Linked DNA regions of Mus musculus: all the other regions are linked to region 2. Evidence: chromatin contacts called from public Hi-C, HiChIP or PLAC-seq and promoter capture Hi-C data. All regions are on one chromosome and are shown on one strand. Each heading gives the region's core, a stretch centred on a gene start, on an enhancer-like site or on the middle of the called end of the contact. The rest is flanking DNA. Distances are from core to core; before and after follow the strand shown.

Region 1 (3,022 bases), core at 297-2,796, 130 kb before region 2:
TAGCGCTCAGAAGGCTGACAGGATAATGGAATTGCTGAGTTCAAGGTACAGCTAGTACTACATAGCAAAAAAGGTCTGATCTCAGGGAAGCAAAGGCGGGTTGGTCTCTGTGACTTTGAGGCCAGCCTGGTCTATGAAGCGAGTCCAGGGCAGGCAGGGCCATTACACAGAGAAATCGTGTTTTGAAAAACAATAACACAAACAAAAACAACAACAAAATCCAAACAAGAACAAAAACAAAAAGAGATCTGTCTTAAAAACCCAAGACAAACAAAAAAGGCAAACTTCTGTTTTTATCCACAGAACCTGGGTGTTTCACATCAGCAGGTGTTGGGTAGGCTCTGCAGTCCCAAAACAACAGCTCATTTTATCAGTACTTTGATGAGTTACTTCTTAAATTACCTAGGGAGGACGCTGCAGGACAAGAGGTGTGGGGGAGGGGCAAACGTCCCTTATCTTTCTTTAAATTGCTTTGAATGAGGGTCTCACTAAGTAACAAAGGCTGACCTTTTAACTTGTGATCCCTCTTCTTAACTATCCCTAAAGTTGGGATTACGGGGCGTGTGCCGCCAGCCCCAGCTGACATCCCTCATCTTAATGCCAGGTTTACTTTTTTTCTCCTCAGCCTTGGCTGCAGTCCTGACATTCTTGTCTTATTCCCAGTCGAGCTCTGGCCGGGCCTTCCGAGCCTGCCGGTGTCCAGGCACGGACTCACCGGCTTGTAGCCCCCGCGGAGCCAGGCGGTCAGCAGGGCGGCGACAGGAAGAAGTAGGGCGGCGGGGGCGGCGGCGGCAGCGGCGGAGGAAAGGCTGGGAGCGGCCAGGGCTCGCGGGGGTGCGGCGGCGCCAGCAGGGTGAAGGGCGAGGGTCGCGCGGGCAGCGGCGGCAGCGGTTGTGGAGGCGGCTCGGCGAGCAGCGGGGGCCGGCCGCGAGCACCCACCGGCCCGGGGGTGGCGGCGACCGCGGCTTCGGGCAGCGGCGGCAGTGGCAAGTGCGCGGGCGGCGGCGCGGGCGCGGGCAGACGCGGCAGATCCTGCAGGGCGAGCACGGCTGCGGGCGGCGTGGGCGCGCAGACCTCGGGCGGCAGCTCTGGCAGTGCCAGGTGGACCCCGGGGCCCCAGGGCGCCAGCAACTCCGGGCGCAGCGGGAGTGCGGGTAGCGGCGGCAGCTCAGCTAGGGCCAGCGCCGAGGGCAGCGGCCGTCCGGAGCTCAGGCCGGGCGGTAACCCCGGCAGCGGCGGGTGCGGCAGGGACGCTGCGGGCGGCAGGGACGCGCGAGATCGGCTAAGCCGAGAGTGCAAGCGGCCGCGGTCGCGCCGCGGGTGCGAGCGGGAGCGGGGCCACCGCGCCGCCAGCTTGGCCGATGCTGCCACCCCAGGACCCAGTGCCCGCTGCCGGCCGCTGCCTTGGAGCGAGGGCCAAGGGCTGCTAGGTCCTCCCGGCCAATTGCAGTCGCTTGCAACGCGTTCCAGCCAAACACAAGCTGGTGCGCTTGCTGCCTCGGCACCCCAACCAATCATCGTGTCCTGCCATGCTACTGGTGCATACGCGCCCTGGGCTCCCTCTCCTGGTCCGATGGTGCTCTGAGAGGTTGCAATCTCCAGGCCGTGCCCCAACAGTATTAAATGTGTCACAGCTCCGCAATTGTTGCTGTTTATCAATGGTGACGCTGAAGTGATGCATATTTTCACTCCATTTTCTGTTTTGAGACAAGGGGTCCCAGGCTGGTATCCATACGCAGCTCAGGATGCTGTCCCACTCGAAGCCCTCCTACTTCCACTTCTTGACTACCAGGTGGGTAAAGTTGCTTACCTCCAAGCTTAGAACTGAGTTCAATCCGGAGATCCACATAATGGAAGGAGAGAACCAATTCCTATTAGTTGTCCTCTGACCCCCGAACCCGTGGCACGAACACAGTCACACATACACAAAATAAATAAACAAAATGTAAAAAAAAAAAAAAAAAAAAAAAAAAAAAACCAGTACTCAAATGCAGTGTTTTGGGTTGGGTGTGCAGCTATGTTGATGAAGTGCTAGCTGTATAAGGCTCTGAGTCCAGCCCTCAGCCCCACTCAAATCAGGTGTAATTTTTGTAATTGCAGAACTCGGGGGAGATGGAGGCAGAAAGATCCGAAGAAGCCCAAGGTTATCATCAACCACATAGCCAAATTCAAGGCTAGTTTGAGCTAGATGAGATCCTGGGCAGGAAATGGGGAGATTGGTGGCAATGTGTAGTATATATGTTAACATGCCCAATAATTCTGAATGACAAATGGGTGGGCTTCTGGTAAAGAAAGAAAGAAGATAAATAAATAACTGAGACTCCAGCCTGTCACCCTAGCACTTGGCAGGCAGAGACAGGAGGATCAGGGCACCAAGACTGGCCTCAGCTACTCAACAAGTTTGAGGCTACCTTGAACTGCCCAAGAATCCGGCTCAAAAATGAAATGAAACAACAAAAGGAGAAAAAAGAAAAAGGGGCCAATACCTTCAAATTCGGAATTGGAGGACACTGGATAGATGGCTCTGTGGTTAAGAGCACTTGTTGCTCCTGCAGAGGACCCAGGTTCAATTCCCAACACCTGCTGGGTGTCTCAGTGTCTCATCTGTAACTTCAGTTCTAGGGGGTCAAGAGGCTCCTTGGATACCAGACGTTTTCATGGTGTTCATACATACATTCATACATTTCATGGTGTTCATACATACATTCATACATTTCATGGTGTTCATACATACATTCATACAGTTCATGGTGTTCATACATACATTCATACATCTCATGGTGTTCATACATACATTCATACATTTCATGGTGTTCATACATACATTCATACAGTTCATGGTATTCATACATACATTTCATACATTTCATGGTGTTCATACATTCATACATTTCATGGTGTTCATACATACATTCATACATTTCATGGTGTTCATACATACATTCATACATTTCATGGTGTTCATACATACATTCATACATTTCATGGTGTTCATACATATATTCATACATTTCATGGTGTT
Region 2 (3,240 bases), core at 731-3,230:
TTTTAAAAATTATGTGTATGGGCCCTTTGCATGTAAGTCTGCTCCAAGTACATGCCTGGTGCTCAAGAACACTAAAGAAGGCTTCAGTCCCCTGATGTACAATTACACTTCTGACCTAGAATGGAACCCAACTCCTCTGGAAGAGCTACCCTTAAATTGCTGAGCTATGTCTCCAGTCCCTATGCTTTGTTTTTTAACAAGGAAACAAATACTTCATGATCTTTGTGGACTGAAAAGGTATTCCCTAAAAGCTCAGAGGAGCAGTATAGGCTTCCAAAGTTGTTGTTCTTTGGATGTTACCAGATGCTAGCTACCATCCATCCAGGTTAGCCATCTTACCTGCTCGGAAGGCCAGGCCCACTGTGGCTGGGGCCTGTGGCCGTGCTGTCTGGCTAGTGAAGCCACACTCGCCCAGAGTTTTGCCATCATCAAGGAGCTGGTCATCCTGAAGAGAGAAGCAGGGTTTAGGGAGAGGTCCTAAGGTCCCAAAGACAGCCAACTTAGGTGAGGAACTTAGGAAGAGGCATCCCTAAGTATAAAACACATATTCCAGGACTATATCCAAGAATTTCCAGCTCTGACTGCACTGATGGCTTACAGCAGCTAAAAGCTCTGGCAGAGACTTCCAAGGGCATTTTCTAGCACCCATATAGATTGGTTCACAATTCCACTTCCATGAGATCTGATCCCTTTGGCCTCCAGAGCACCTGAGCACCTGGACTGTATGAGAGCAGGTATCACACACACAAAAATAAAACTCACAGGCCTCTGAATTCTGGCTTTTCCAAGCTCTCTAGATATATCTAATTCAAAAGGTAGTTGGAATTTTTTTTTTTTTTGAGAAAATATCTCAAACAGTATTTTGTTCTTGAAATTCTGATCCTCCTACATCTAGCTCCCAAACAGGATTATTGCCCAGTTTTTTCCGCCTGGTGATCTAACCTAGGCTTTCATACAGGTTATGTTAACACTAAACACAGCTGCACCCCTGAGTCCTATCAAGTTTTTCTCTCCACTCCCCACCTTTCTTTTAAAAATCAACCTTAACCTTAAAACGGGAATTATGAGGAGCATAGAAAGCAGCACTAAAAACACTATGTGGTTCCTAGACCAGCAGAGGGTCTTTCAAGAAAAAGATCAGTGGGTATCAGTGAGAAAAGCCCTTTAGAGACATGAATCCAGGCTCTAATCTGGAGTTACAGCTGGAATTAGCTCAATGTATTTAGATTACTGGCACGCTTCTGGGAAGCCTGACTCGGGATTGGGGCATGAGGACCCAACTCCGCAGGCTAGCTTATTCAAAACTGGAGCTGGCTTCTGGAGGTGAGCTTGAATGCCAAGTGTTTCTAGAACATCAGAAGACTGGCGAGGGTAAACACTGGCTGGGTGAATCACTGGTGGGATCTTGACCTATCTTCTAAACAACACTTGCATTCCTCGAGTTCCACCCCACCCTGTGACAGTGGGATTCCGGTGGGCTCCCGACAGGCCGAAGGTGGCTAGCCAGGAACAAACCCTGGCTCTGCCACGACCTTCGGCTGCGTAAGATTATCGAGGCCTCGGTTTCCCCAACCGCTGAGCAAGACGGCCTGGCAGGGCGGGGCGGCTGCCGGGAGACCTGATGCTGCCGGCTCTTCAGCACGATCAAGAGACCTCCTTGTTAAGTGTCCTGTCTGGACCCCCGCGCGCGCAACCGCCACGCCCGCTCGTCGCACCTTGTAAAGCCGCTGCTCCTCTGGCGGCCGCTTGAGGATGCCCTCGACGATGCGCTTCAGTTCGAACACGGTGCTCGACTCCTTGGCGTCCGTAAAGATGGTGGTCTTGTGGCGCCGGATCATGAGAAACACGTCCTGAGGACGGCGGGCCCGCGTCAGCGCTAGCCCGCGGCCCCCGGCGTGGCCCCGGAGCCCCCGCCGCCCCCGGCCCCGCGCCCCTCCCCCCCGCGCCCGCTCACCATCCCGGCGGCTGCTTCTGGCTCGACGCGCCGGCGCGGCCGCGCTCCGCCCCTTCCCGGCAGCCCAAGCGCGACCCAGCGTGCTCTGCGCGGCCCCGCCCGCCCCGCCCCCTATCCTGCAGCCCCTCCCACGCCGTTGCGGCCATCTTAAGCGATCCGGAAGCCACTTCCTGTGCTTGGCCGCCATCTCGGTGTCTGGGTTATAGGTGGTTATATATTGAGCCCGTCTCGGATCCGTGGTGCAAGCTGGGCTTGCTTTGGGGCGTAGAGAGTGAGTCACGGAGAGCTACTCATGCATATCTGCCATGAACAATTTTATATGAGTGTTTTATCTGCATTTATGCCTATGCAACTGTTACATGCAATGCTTGGGAAGGCCAGAAGAGGGCCGTCGGGTCCTCTGGTCGTGTGGGGTGCAGGAAATCGAACCTAGCTAACTCCTCGAAGAACAGCCAGTCCTCATAATCATCGAGCCATCTCTCCAGCCCACGTTTATTTATGGGTCAAGCTCTTGCAGGGAATGTGAGGGGTAACTTTACAGCCATTTTGAGACGATGTACAATTTTGGATCTAAGATCACCACTGTGTATTCTCCTCATCCAGCTCTAGGCTTGGGTCTAAGGGTTTGTTAAATCCAATTCAGCCATGCTTTGTGGCCTCTTAGGAGCTAGAGAAACTATTGCTCTTCGAGACTTCTGCTGTAGTTATTAGGGTCCACTCTAGCTAGACTTGGCCACCTGGTCCCAGTACACCAACTAAAAAGTGTTAATAGTGAAAAGCATTGATAGGTTTACTTAATGTGGCCATAAGAAGAGGTCCAGTGACTTTCCCAAGTCGACTGTGGAGTTTGTTTAAACTGAAATGGAACAAATGAGTAGTGTTAGGCAAGGTATGGCCCATCATTTGACTGTCCTACAAGATGGCCTGATGAGCTGTGACATCTGTTTCAGGTCAAACCCTTCCTTATTCCAACATGAGATTCCTGGGGAAATCCTGATTACTTGGAGACCATTGTTTTTAACAGCCTTGAGAAGGCTAGGCTGACTTCACGACAGACTTCAAATTGGCAGTTAAGGACACTAGGCCTAAAAACTGGGCAAGTCCAGGGAAGTCAATTGATGATTTAAAAAAACAAAACAAAACAAAACCCTAGGCTCCAGCCTTCATGTCCAGGTAATGGACTGTCCCAACTACCTCGTCTGATGCAAGGACAGTGGGTCAGCAGCAGTTTCCAGACATCCTCAGCTACTTAGTAACAGTTCCCAGACCTCCCCAGCAAGTTTCTA
Region 3 (2,827 bases), core at 83-2,582, 170 kb before region 2:
CTCCTGTCCCTTGATACCATGGGCCTTGCTGGAGCATGAGACCCAACTCTGCAGAAAAAAAGAACTGAGACCCCACCTCTGGAGCTACATGGACTCAGGTGTGCTTCGAGGCAAGCCACCTTAGGTGCCAGGGAATCAGTGTCTTGTATGCAGCACGGAACTATTAATCCCAGCACTCAGGAGGCAGAGTCAGGCAGATTTCTGAGTTCGAGGCCAGCCTGGTCTACAAAGTGAGTTCTAGGACAGCCAGGGCTACAAAGAGAAACCCTGTCTCCAAACAAACAAAAAAGAATAAGATGCTAGGGCTGGTGATACCGTCGGCTGGTCGAGTACTTACCTAGCACACACCAGGCACGGATTCAAACCCCAGCACAGCATAGGCTGAGTGTGGGGTGGTACATGCCTGTTATCCTACGACCAGGAGATGGAGCCAGGAGCATCTGGAAGCTCAAGGTCCCCTGTTCTTTAGTAAATTTGAGGCCATCCTGTGACACATGAGACCCTGTCACACACACATCCCAAAAATGGCACCGCACACATTCACTGTACATAACTGTGGGGGTTCAAATGAGAATGCCCCCTCCTGTAGGCTCGTACATTTGAATGCTTTGTCCCCAGTTGGTTGAACTGTTTGGGAAGGATTAGGAAGTCAAACTTTTTTGGAAGACATGTGCCAAAGAGGTAAGCTTTGAAATTTTAAAAGCCCATGCCAGGTCCTTGCTCTCGTTCTTGCTCCCCTTCCTGCCCATGTATCAGAGGTAAGCTCTCAGCTACTGCTCCAGTACAAAGCCTGCCTGCCTGCTGCCATGCTCATGGTCTCTAACCCTCTGGAGCCATGAGTCCCCAAAATAAATGCTTTCTTTTATAGGTTGCCTTGGTCATGATACTTTGTCATGGCAATAGAAAAGTAATTAAGACAATAACAAACTTGTACCCCAAACAAAGCCGGTGGCTTCCCTGAACCTCAGCTTGCCCTTCTATAAAATAGTGTGTCAGTAGATGCTGCTTCCTTAGGGTGTTACAAAAGAAAAAAAATTACTATAAAAGGGCTTTCTTAGTGGAGGGCTTACCACGGTATCCTTACTAATAATTTCCTATCACAAGGGCAAGCATGAAGAATAAGAAGCTGACTTCTTTGCTCAGCCTGTAGATCTGCACATAGTAGGTGTTCAATTAATGTTCCCAGTAAGAAGCAAGATGGATCTTTAAGAGGATGGATGTGACATTCCTTTGACAGTGCCTAGCCATTCCCACCACCAGGGGGCGTCCCAACCCCTCCCGCGGCACCGCCCCCTCACCTGTGCAAGCTTGCACCTGGCACCGCCTCCGGAAGAGGACTTGGGGATCGGGGAACCTCGGAGGGAGCCTGGTGGCGACAGGTGAGAGCCTAGGGGGTGATGAGGGCGGGACACTCAGGTTTTGGGCATGGTTGGAGAGGACCGGTCGGAACGGTAGGATGGAGATCGGGAACAGCCTCTAGGGACTCTGGAAGTAACTCCGGGATGCCGGACACCTGCCGCAAAGAGTGATTATCATGCTTGCCCTTGTGATAGGAACGGGTCGGAGAACCCACTGGGTCTAGCCCTAGGACAACTAGACTGGGACATGTGTAACACCTGGGATTTTTCCGGCCAGCTGTACTTGGCACCTGTCGAGGGGAGGGGAACAGGTGCGCGTGGGCTCCGGGGTGAGTAGGGGGCGGGGACCCTCCCGGGGTTGGCATGGAGAAACCAGAGTGTCAGGCCTTTTCTCCTGAGCCCCTGAACCCTTCTCCCTTGGCGGCCCTCGTAAAGCACAGGGCTCCCGTCCCCAGGGGCGGGCCGGGAAGTAAACAGAAACCCGAAGTGGAGGCTGTGGCGCGCTGGCTGGCACAACCTGTTACCTCGCCCTGCGCTGGGTCAGCGCCAGGGCTCAGGGAAAATGGGGGTCTGCGGATGAAGGCTCCTAAGTCAGGAGGGGTAAAGGCAGGAATACCTGAGTCTTGATAAAATTAGGATTCCGGAGATTCCACTTGGAGTCCAGGAGAGGGACGCGATGCCCATCAAGGCTGACAAGGCTAAACCAAGTCTAACGCACTTGGGTCCTGAGAAAGTAGACAAGGATATGGGAAGGCAAAGAGCTAGAAATCTGAGTTTCTGGAAAGGGAAGGAGTTGGATCCCTGTGGCTAAAGGGTCAAGACACAGCTGTCCCCACTGGTGAGAGCCTGTACTCTCTGGATAGGAAGTTGGTTTCATCCCTAAGACTGAGTCTACGTGACCCTGCCATTCTAGGTAGGATTAGTGCCCAGGTGGTGAGGGACTGGGAAGAGGAGCAAGGTCTGTCATTGGGTTGCTTGTGGCACCAGAGCGCTGGGACAAATCTTCCCTAGGGCAAAGAATGTGTGACAAAGGCAGGAGGCAGGAGGTGAGGGCAAGATGGTTGGTTTCATTCTGCTTCCAGCCTCAGTCTACCCTGAGGTCATTAACGGAGCTGGGTGGCCCACATGGATCATTAACCCTTGTCGGCCCAGGCTGCAGAATTGAAAGGCCACTAGGGGGCGTGCCCGGGGGCTGCTGCCGAATGGCTATGTTTCAGCAGCAACCTATCTTCACAGATGTGAAGGCACCATGGACTCCCCTGGTGAGCCAAGCTTCCCTTCCGGGCTGCTCTCAGGGGGTGCTTCTCCTAGTGGCGATGAAGGATTCTTTCCCTTTGTGCTGGAGCGACGAGACTCCTTCCTGGGAGGAGGGCCAGGGCCAGAAGAACCAGAGGACCTAGCCCTGCAACTGCAACAGAAAGAAAAGGACCTGTTGCTGGCTGCTGAACTTGGCAAGATGCTTCTGGAAC
Region 4 (2,943 bases), core at 33-2,532, 150 kb before region 2:
TCTCCAGACCAGGAAACTAGAAACCAGCGCCAAAACCAGGACCAGACTAAGAGCGCCCCCCAGAATGGGCCACAGTAGCCTGAAGTGGGCAGGAGGTGCTGCGGCGCCTAGTGATCAGGGTTCAAATCAGATCTTGCCCTTGGGACAGCAGTCTAGTCTGTCCTCAAGGAGGTCTCAAGCTTACCCCCCCACACACACACACACACAATACACACCCTGATAGAAGCCCCTTCCTCAGTCAGTCTTCCCTGATTTCCTATATCCTACGTCTACAACCCTCCTCTCTGCCCCAACAACCCACTACCCAGGTCTAGGATCCGCTTGCCACCAGCCCCACCCCGCCCCCACTCACATCCCAGGCAGAAGTCGCTGTGTGGTCGCGCTGGACAAGAAGCGCAGTCCATGCACTTGTCGAGGTCCGCGCTCCAGGAGCTGCCGCTAGAGCATGGGGAGGTGCCTGAGGAGGGGGCTGCAGGTCAGAAGCTTGCGGCTGGGTGCGGCTATTCTGGGGGCTGAGGTCAGGGTCAGTCGGCTCGAATAACGTGAGTCACTATCGCGTGTCCCCCCCGCCCCCCACTCATTCCTCGCAGGTGACCGCATCGCCTGACCCAAACGCGGCAGTGCGGGAGGGGGGTCGAGTGGCGCGGGACTTGGGGGGGGACAGTACCCCCCCGCGCGCCACAGTGTGACTCACTCCTGGGCACCGGGCCCGACCCCAGTCCCTCCCCCCGCATAACTGGGCATTGAAGTCACCGGATGGAAGGGGCACCCCCACATGGTATAGAGGGCAAAGTCCCCATTGCCCCTTCGCGATTCAAAGATACCAAGACTGGACAGATCTCATTACAGACCAGTTTGAGGACGTGCCCCCTTCCCAAAACAAACCTCCTGCCCTCAAATATACGTTCTCTCTCTACTCTGGCTCTCACTTTTGAGACAGAAGACCTCCCACACCTCAATTGGACAGGTAGCGAAACTGAAGCTCGGACTGCGGATAAAACTTGAGACCTTTCCCACTTGGAACTTGCTGCCTGAAGAGCACAAATCGCAAATCCTCGTGTCTTCCCGGTTCCCTGGTTTCACCGGGTTCTCCAGGCACTCAAATTCCGTTTCTGACCTCCCCAAAGTCCGAGGTTTACCGTCGTCTGAGCCGTGCATACCTGGTGCTTGCTCCCCGGCCGCGGCGCGCATCAACACCAAGCCGAATCCCAACACGAGGATCTGCGGCAGAGACCGCGGCCAAGCCGAAGCCATGATTGCCGGTCCCGAGGCAAGAACTGTCTGCTCCCACCACCCGCAAGCCAGACTCAGGGCTGCGGCTCCGCCCCCGCCCCCGCCTTCCGGGGCGGAGCGCTGGCCTCGGCCCGCCCCAACAGCCACTCTGCTTTGCGAGTAAGCAGTTAGTTAAACCCAGTCAGTTCAGTAAAACCATTCATTCAACACAGTCCCGCCAAGTGTCTACCCTACTCCGCCCTCTGCAAACTTGAGTACCCACGATGTGGAGCGAAGGAAATCAGTTATAAGACATAACTGCATAGTTGGGTTTTTCCTCTTTTTAAGCCCAAATAAATTAGATTTGTCTATTCTTTTGCAATTCTGGGGTGGAGACCAGAGGCTCAAACATACCAGGCGAGAACTGAGTTATATCCACACATCCTTTATGTTTGCTTGCTTTGTTTGGATTTGGGGGTGGGGGGGACCAACAAAATCTCATACTCTATCCCAGAGTAGCCTCGAATTTGAAACATTCTGTCTCATCTCAGCCTCTCAAGTGCTAGGATTGTAGGCAGGAACCACCACACCGATTTTCTTTGGTTTGGTTTAGTTTTTTAGCTGCATAGCTTAGGCTGATCTTGATGTTGGCATTCTCCGGTATCAGTAAACAGTACTGCAAGCATATATAGAAATGCTACTTTCTTTTTTGAAAGATACCTTTTATTTGTGTGTGTGTGACACATATGTTTGAGTGTCTCTGGAGTCCAGAGAAGGGCAACGGATCTCCTGGCAATCGAATTTCAAGTGGTTATAAGCTGGGAGCAAAAAAAAAAAAAAAAAAAAAAAGAGCACCTGGAAGAGCAGAAAGGCTAACCCATGAGCCATCTTTCCAGACCCACGTGCTGCTTTTTTTGGTTGGTTGGTTGGTTGGTTGGTTGGGTTTTTGTTTTGTTTTTTTGTCTTGGTGTTTTGTTTTGTTTGTTTGGTTTGGTTTTGGTTTTGGTTTTTCGAGACTGGGTTTCTCTGTATAGCCCTGACTGTCCTGAAACTCACTTTGTAGACCAGGCTGGCCTCGAACTCAGAAATCCACCTGCCTCTGCCTCCGAGTGCTGGGATTAAAGGCATTCGCCACCACGCCTGGCTCTGTGTTTTGTTTTGTGACAAGGTTTCACTGTGCCCTGACTGTCCTGGAACTCACGTTGTAGACCAGGCTGGCCTCAAACTCACAGAGATCCGCTTGCCTCTCCCTTCCCAGCCCTGGTATTAAAGGCATGTGTCACCACGCCTGGCCATATATGTTGCTTTCTGTTGCTTTCTTTCTTTTCTTTCTTTCTTTCTTTCTTTCTTTCTTTCTTTTTTTTTCTCCAAAACGAGTCTCTCTGTATAGCCCTGGCTGTCCTGGAACTCTCTCTGAAGACCAGGCTAGCCTCTAACTCAGAAATCCGCCTGCCTCTGCCTCCCAACTGCTGGGATTAAAGGCGTGAGCCACCATTGCCCGGCTATATATTGCTTTCTTAAGGGCCTCGGGAAGAGCACGAGATGATTCAGTGGGTAAGATTGCCTGCTGCCAAGCCTGGCAATCTGAGTTCGATCCCTGGGGCCCACAGAGTAGAAGAAGAGAACAAACTCTGATCATAGGTATGCAGTGTGACAGGGTGTCGTCGTCGTCGTCGTCGTCCCCCCGCCGTCCCTGCCCCCCAAAGAGTCACAAAAAAGAGTCACAAAAGT

The links. Hi-C and Micro-C count contacts between places; a contact is called where the count stands out from the background. HiChIP or PLAC-seq counts read pairs in DNA pulled down with a chosen protein or histone mark. Capture Hi-C pulls out chosen DNA fragments and counts their contacts.
Region 1: a FOXA1 HiChIP or PLAC-seq map of pancreatic cancer cells shows a contact between it and region 2. The contact joins the enhancer-like site here to the promoter of Elob in region 2. A contact is called at or near these places in 2 of 39 promoter capture datasets (cranial neural crest and liver), 2 of 484 Hi-C or Micro-C datasets (the G1E-ER4 cell line and granulosa cells), 5 of 115 datasets of contacts at active chromatin or transcription factors (effector CD8 T cells, embryonic stem cells, extraembryonic endoderm stem cells and 1 more) and 4 of 9 other capture datasets (adipose tissue, embryonic stem cells, liver and 1 more).
Region 3: a Hi-C map of embryonic stem cells shows a contact between it and region 2, with 1.9 times the contacts expected there. The contact joins the promoter of Bicdl2 here to the promoter of Elob in region 2. A contact is called at or near these places in 8 of 39 promoter capture datasets (the C10 cell line, the HPC-7 cell line, embryonic stem cells and 4 more), 1 of 15 datasets of contacts at CTCF or cohesin (CD8 T cells), 4 of 484 Hi-C or Micro-C datasets (all in embryonic stem cells), 3 of 115 datasets of contacts at active chromatin or transcription factors (embryonic stem cells and pancreatic cancer cells) and 3 of 9 other capture datasets (adipose tissue, liver and pancreatic islet).
Region 4: a promoter capture Hi-C map of liver shows a contact between it and region 2. The contact joins the promoter of Tnfrsf12a here to the promoter of Elob in region 2. A contact is called at or near these places in 3 of 39 promoter capture datasets (the C10 cell line, cranial neural crest and embryonic stem cells), 2 of 15 datasets of contacts at CTCF or cohesin (CD8 T cells and the NIH/3T3 cell line), 10 of 484 Hi-C or Micro-C datasets (CD8 T cells, the G1E-ER4 cell line, Th1 cells and 6 more), 6 of 115 datasets of contacts at active chromatin or transcription factors (the 230-238 cell line, the SCID.adh cell line, embryonic stem cells and 1 more) and 4 of 9 other capture datasets (adipose tissue, embryonic stem cells, liver and 1 more).

What each region holds. Positions count from the first base shown.
Region 1 is chr17:23,698,770-23,701,791 of GRCm38.p6, forward strand. No RefSeq gene overlaps it. Among named protein-coding and RNA genes, the nearest start is that of Cldn9, 16 kb to the left of the region's middle. Within about 2 kb of position 1,547, at least 138 of the 459 cell types and tissues checked have an H3K27ac peak or open chromatin away from gene starts, as enhancers often do. A contact at or near this core is called in the G1E-ER4 cell line, extraembryonic endoderm stem cells, granulosa cells and 2 more, where this site is marked.
Region 2 is chr17:23,827,129-23,830,368 of GRCm38.p6, forward strand. Elob (elongin B) reads right to left here and starts at 1,981. Exons shown (of 4, transcript NM_026305.2): 1 at 1,955-1,981; 2 at 1,716-1,850; 3 at 340-445. The coding sequence starts at 1,957.
Region 3 is chr17:23,659,174-23,662,000 of GRCm38.p6, forward strand. Bicdl2 (BICD family like cargo adaptor 2) reads left to right here and starts at 1,333. Exons shown (of 10, transcript NM_153784.3): 1 at 1,333-1,379; 2 at 2,595-2,827. The coding sequence starts at 2,608.
Region 4 is chr17:23,676,167-23,679,109 of GRCm38.p6, forward strand. Tnfrsf12a (tumor necrosis factor receptor superfamily, member 12a) reads right to left here and starts at 1,283. Exons shown (of 4, transcript NM_013749.2): 1 at 1,161-1,283; 2 at 353-457; 3 at 1-107. The coding sequence starts at 1,254.